2 separate regions of the Mus musculus genome follow, and region 2 is linked to region 1. Evidence: chromatin contacts called from public HiChIP or PLAC-seq data. All regions are on one chromosome and are shown on one strand. The core of a region is the stretch at or near the end of the contact, and the rest is flanking DNA. Distances in the headings are between cores, read along the strand shown.

What was found. HiChIP or PLAC-seq counts read pairs in DNA pulled down with a chosen protein or histone mark.
Region 2: an H3K27ac HiChIP or PLAC-seq map of large pre-B cells shows a contact between it and region 1, with 4 times the contacts expected there. The contact joins the promoter of Irf6 here to the promoter of A230020J21Rik in region 1. A contact is called at or near these places in 3 of 39 promoter capture datasets (the C10 cell line, the HPC-7 cell line and pre-B cells) and 1 of 115 datasets of contacts at active chromatin or transcription factors (large pre-B cells).

The regions. Positions count from the first base shown.
Region 1 is chr1:191,023,953-191,027,023 of GRCm38.p6, forward strand. A230020J21Rik (RIKEN cDNA A230020J21 gene) reads left to right here and starts at 1,399. Exons shown (of 2, transcript NR_027298.1): 1 at 1,399-2,617. It overlaps Flvcr1 (feline leukemia virus subgroup C cellular receptor 1), which reads right to left and starts at 2,238. Exons shown (of 10, transcript NM_001081259.1): 1 at 1,425-2,238. The coding sequence starts at 2,141.
Region 2 is chr1:193,151,608-193,154,678 of GRCm38.p6, forward strand. Irf6 (interferon regulatory factor 6) reads left to right here and starts at 1,505. Exons shown (of 8, transcript NM_016851.2): 1 at 1,505-1,692.

The DNA.
Region 1 (3,071 bases), core at 149-2,648:
TTACCTCGAAAACAATTCAGAACCAAAAAAATACCTTTTAAAAAACATCTGCTATCTAAACATAAAGAAACAACCGGGGGCTGGTGAGATGGCTCAGTGGGTAAGAGCACCCGACTGCTCTTCCGAAGGTCCAGAGTTCAAATCCCAGCAACCACATGGTGGCTCATAACCATCCGTAACAAGATCTGACTCCCTCTTCTGGTGTGTCTGAAGACAGCTACAGTGTACTTACATATAATAATAAATAAATCTTAAAAAAAAAAAAAGAAACAACCAATCAATGTATCAGTAATAAATTGTTTTTGATACATAGCAATTAAGTGACTTAGAAAAAGAAAGTAACTAATAAAATAGGCACACATATTTAGTCTCTTGGGGTATTTTAAACCATGATCTTGACCCAAGTGAGACTTGAAGTAAGAAAGTAACATTTTCTAGTTACATGGCGGCAGGTAACAATATATGTATAGAAAGGATTATAGATTTTTTTTTTAAACTAGATTTCCTTCAACTGAATGAATACTAAGCATCTTTTAAAATGTGACATTTACAGTGGTGACAAAAACATCAGGTGTCACAAGTGCCCTCTAGCAAAATTTTAAGTTACAATAACAAGCCTAAAATTAACAAATGCAAACATAATATTGTGGTGACTCATGGTGGTGTTTGGGAGCCTGAAGCAAGATTGTCAAGTTTGAGGCCAGCCAGGGGGACACTGTGATTTCCAGACCAGCCTGCCCTACACAGTGGAAGAGACCGTTTTAAATAAATAAATCACATACAAAAACCTTTTACCTACTATTATTTCTGTTATTCTAGTGGCATTTGAATTTATGATGGTAGAAAAAAACAAGATCATTTCTTAAGGAAGCCTTGACTTATCCCACTAACCATTCTTGATCAGTGATTTGCCTTCCACTGTCTCACGGTTAAGAACTAATAGCTGGACTCAGTAATACTGCCAAGTCTTTATCACCGGAGCATTTATTGAACATTCACTTATACGTGACCAGTAGGTGCCAAGCTGGGCTGACTACTAATACTAATACAATTAAATCAGGGCTGTTCCAAGGACATTTAACATGGAAACAAACTTTCCAGATCTCAAGACCTTTCTTCTGCAGTGGCGACAAAAACACCTGAGATCTCTTTTACCGCCAGTTTCCAAGCGTGCCCGTGTGTGCGCCTGTGTGTAGGCCAGAGGGCAACCTCGGTGTCCTTTCTCAGGAGCTGTCCTCCTCACCTGTCAGTGCTGGCTGGGAATACACCCTGGAGCCACCGTGCCAGGCTTTTCTCGTGGTGCTGGAGCCCAGTCTTCACGCTTCTATAGTATGCACTTTACCCACAGACCGTTGCCCCAGCCCGGCCTATGACTTCCTACCAGCCTGAAAGGATCCCAGTTATCTAGACGTTCCAGTCTTTACCTGATTGCCCAGCACTGCTGTGGCACAAGCCGTCGACACCTCCTTGGGTCCAAACCATACCGAGGCGACGGGGGAGGGCAAGCCCAGGATGAAGACCTGGGCCACGGAGCACAGGATCTGCCCCAGCATGGTGACCCAGAAGAGGTGCCGCTGCACGCTGCCGCACTTGACCCAGGCTCCCAGGCAGTTGAGGCCGGAGCCCAGCAGCGCCGTGAGCCGCAGGCCTCGCGTGTCCAGCAGCCAGGTGGCCGGGAAGATGAGGGGCACGTAGGCCACCATGTACACCATGGACAGCCAGTTGATGTGCAGCGGCGACACCTCGTAGAAGTCCTCGAACACGTTGCTGATGCTGCTGTACTGGATCCACTGGAAGGCGTTCACCAGCGAGTAAAGGCTGAAGATGAGCAGCACCACGAAGCGCCTCGGCGACAGCGCTGTGCGCGGGGGACACGCGGGGCATGGGACGTCCTCCCCGTCGCCCGCGGGCAACAGCCGGGCCTGGGTCTCCTCCTCCGCCGCTATCAGGGCTTGCGGCCCGCCCTGGGCTCCCGCGATCAGCGGGCCGAGCCCGGGGCCTCCGTTCAGCGCCTCAGGCCCGTTTTGCGGTACCAAGCGCGCCTCCCCGTCCGGGGCGCCCTTGGGCACTGGAAGGTATCCCTTCCCCAGCGGGTGCCCGGGCGCCACGGCCGGCCCCACCTCGTCATCGGGCCGCGCCATGCCTCCCGGCTCCCCGCCCCGCCGCCCCTTAGTGCTCCTCGCCGGCTCCTAGGTCCCACCCGGTTCAGCGCGCTCGCCTGCGCCGCTTGCTGACTAAGTGAAGCAGAGCTCACCGCGCCTGGCTCTTGCCGGCAGTCCCCGCCCCCAGGGCATCTCGTATCGCGTAGTGCGACCCTCCATCCAATCATTGAGCGTTTCGGAAGTCCAGAAAACCAATCGGGGAGTTGCCGAGAAGAGGGGCGGGGTCAAGCTTGTGAAGATGTAAGAGGAGCCCAAGGCAGGCGTTCTCTACGCTGTGGTTTGCTGGAGCTGCCAGGCCTTTCTCTGCGCTCGCTCCGCAGCGTTTAGCCTCAGGTTATCTTGGAAGGAGAGCGCCAGAAAGCATTTCCGTCCGCCCAAAGAAAGAGGCTTCCTCAGAAGCAGGCCTTTGCGTTGATTGAGCTGAGCGGCTCCATCCACGCAGAGGACTGAAGGAGGTAATGGACAGGTGCAGCCCCTGCCTGCCTCCTGTACCCCACCAGTAACCAAAGTCTGTGCATAAGCTAACCGTGTACTTGCACATCCCGGGACCGGATGAGGGCAGAGCTCCGGAAGCATCAGGGTCCTACTGGGCCTTAGACAAAGTCAGCCTGCTACCCTTTGGGAAGCTGTGCGTGCAAACACGGGGTGCCAGGACTTAAGATTTACTCACTCTCTCTCCCTCTGATCCTCCTTTTTAGACAGGGTGTCACCCGGGACTCTGTAGGCAGGTTGACCCGAATTCATGGAAATCCACCTATCTCTGCTTCCTGAGTGTTGGAATGACTCTGGCGCTAATGAGCTCACAGTGGCTGCAGGGGACCTGCAGAAGACCAAGCCCATAAACCTTTAGTCATGGGGAGATAGGAGAACTATTAACAGTTTGAGGGTGCAGAGGGACAAGGCATTGTC
Region 2 (3,071 bases), core at 255-2,754, 2.1 Mb after region 1:
CAACACCAATCTGCAATTTCTCCCTCATCATCTTATTTTACTGTTTTGAGACAGGGTCTCACTATGGATCCCAGGCTGGCCTCAAACTCACTGTCTTCTTTTTCCTTCCCATTGTGATAAAAATAACCAGAAAAAGAAACTTAAGGGAGAAAAGTTTTTCCTGACTGCATTCAAGAGTGCACAGCCTGTCAATCCTGGGGCTTCAATATTCAGGAGCTTCAAGTTTCCTTAGCTGGGAACAGAGATTCACACACGCTAAAGCTTGGCTTAGCTTCTCCACTTTTTGCTCAGTGAATGATTCTGCTTACAATTAAGATGGGCCTTCCCACATCAATTAGTTTAATCAAGACAATCCCTCGAAGACATTCTCAGAGGCTAACCTTAATCAATACAACCCCATCCCACCCCCACCCCCATTGTCCAGAGGGCTGTCCTCTGGCTGTCTAGATGACAACTAATACTAACTTCACTCTATACAGTATTAGGTTAGGAAGGCTTGGTCTTCCCACCTCAGTCTCCTGAGTGGTGGACGCCTTTCATTGCTGTTATTCTTAGGACAGTGGGGAGGTTCTCACCCAGGGCCTTGATATACTAGGGAAACACTCTAAAAAGGAGCTACACCCTCAGTCTTCCTCCTAAGTGCCTTGCCCATGTTCCATCTCCTTGTTTCAGCGGCGTTTGGTGGTGAAGGGTTTGCCTCACTGCCTGGACGCTGCTTTCATAGTTGATCAATGGATAGGGCAGGTGGGTGGCACTTGTCAGGCACACAGGACATGAACTCCAGGTGGCAGAAAAGACTCTTACTCTGCAAGGTATTGTGGGATATTCTACCCTCACTTCAATAATAACCAAACGTGCTATGTACTTTATAGACACATATTGAATGCCCACATAATCTACCAGGCAGGCGATTTAGAAATCCCACTCTACAGAAAAGAAACGGAAGCTCAGGTTGCTGAGAAAACTTTCTTAGGTCTCTAGTGTCCGATAAAGACAGGGGCGAGGTGGGGTGGGGGTTTGAACGCCACAACTGGCTCCAGGGTCTGTGCTTTCAACTAGCACTTCATGGAGAATGGAAAAAGTGAAAATTGCGGTCGCCTTTGAATAGATAGAACTTAAGGTAGAACACGGGGTCCACGGGCAGTCCTGGAAGGTGCATTGACAAGTCCTGGAGTAGCTTCTCAAAGCCAAGTCCACCTACGCAGGTCCTCGTGCTAGTTCTGGGGCCCAGTCTCAGAACCCTCACTTGTGCAGGGTCACTACGGGAGGGGCGACGCTCTTCTATTTCGACGTGAACTCCTAGAACCCTCCCCCCCAAAGTCCCCAGGACGATCGGACACCCGCAGGGTGAGGCCCACACAGGGACCGCTCCCTCGGTGGCAGGGGCGTAGGGTGACGAAGAGGCAGGGCGGGGCCGGCGGCCCAGGAACGCAGAGGATCAGATTTCTCGCAATGCACCAATCCTGAACTCCGGGGGATGTGGCCACACCTGGAGGGCGTGACCAGACCGTGCAGGGGCTGTGGCATCCAGGGCTAGGCTCTGAGCACTGGGCACCGAGGTGGGCAGGTGCGGGCCTGTGCCGGCCGCAGAGGAGCCCGCGGTTCCCAGCCGCACCTAGCCGTCGGGGGAGCTCCTGTGCTGCGGCGGTGTGAACTCTTGTGCACCTGCTCCTGAGCACGGACTGAGGCCAGGTGGGGACGCCGGCGTTGGCAAGCCACCTGAGGGAGGACAGACACCTGACGGGTGGAGCCGGGCCCATTGGAGTTGATGTGGGCGGGGGAGCCGGCTTGGGTTCCGTGTCCCGCACCAGTCTGGGTGCTGGGCGCTGGGCACCCTTCTTCAAGTAGTTTTGGGACGGCACCGGGCCCCTTCTGATCCCCTCCCGCAGAAAGAGCTTGTTTCTGCTCCGCCTGCTCCACCATCGGATGGAAGGAAGGAATCCCTTCCACCCTAGCCTCTCCGGTTTTAACTAGCTTACTCTGAGGCTGGCTCCTCTGTCCCAGCGGGGACTTCCCAGGCCCCGAGGCCCTGGGTTCTAGTGGCTGTTTAGGGAAAATCGGGATGAGGATGACCTAGGGTTTGGTCGGATTTGTTTTCCTTTTTCCGAGTGTCTTAACACAGTCAAGGCCGCTCACACTGGGCCTGGGAGATGTCTGTGGAGTTCCAGGTAGCCAAGCTAGGTGCTGGGGAGGGTGGCGCCAGGCGTGGCAGCTCTGCCGGGTGAGGCCCTCCTGGCCTGAAGGGGCTGGAGGCGGTGCGCGGAGAGCAGAAAGCCTCCCATACCTGCCTGGAAGGGAGGCCTGGGCTGCCGTGCTTCGCTCGGTGATAAAGTGGTAACCAGCCTTCCCTGTTTTCTTGGTGGGTATCAAGATGGAAGCTAGGGAAGGGAGAGGGCGAAGGTGCTTGGGCAGGGATTGGTGAAGTTGCTAGTTAGATCTGTGTGTCACACATGACAGCACAGTGGCCTACAGCTTGGCCTTGTCATCCACCAACTCCAAACCCACAGGGAGGAGGTGTGTGAGGATGTGAGCAGTAGAATAGCATTTACTCCGAGGCAAGGTGAAAATTCATGGAGCTGGCATTTCAGTTCCATTCAGGAAGAATGGGAAACTAGGGCAGTCCCAACAGCTGCCTTTGAGACCTGGCCCAAACCACCAGAGCCTTCTAGCTTGAGGTCTAGGATCCACTCCTGGAACAGACAATGAGGACAGTTCGTGCCCCAGGAGCCTGAAAGTGCCCCTGCCCTCTGCTCACAGTGAGGAGGTGGGTGGTGGTCTTATCACTGGATGGTTCCTATCTGTCAGAGAAAACAGACCTTTCATTTTCATGTGGTGGCAGCTGGAGATGGCAGGGCACAGTTTCAGTGGCCTGAAGGTTTAGAGAGGTCTGATTTAGATGTCTTTAATCGCTTCCTCTCAATTTGGTGGCTCCTCCTGGGGTCCTTGTTGGTTTATGTGTAGAATGGGGGAGGCTCAGAGTGCAGGGCACAAAGGCAGGGTTTGGTGCATCCCAGAGGTAAGGTAGAGGCCACTTAACCTTATCCCTGTGCCTCAGTTAACTCAGCTGTCAA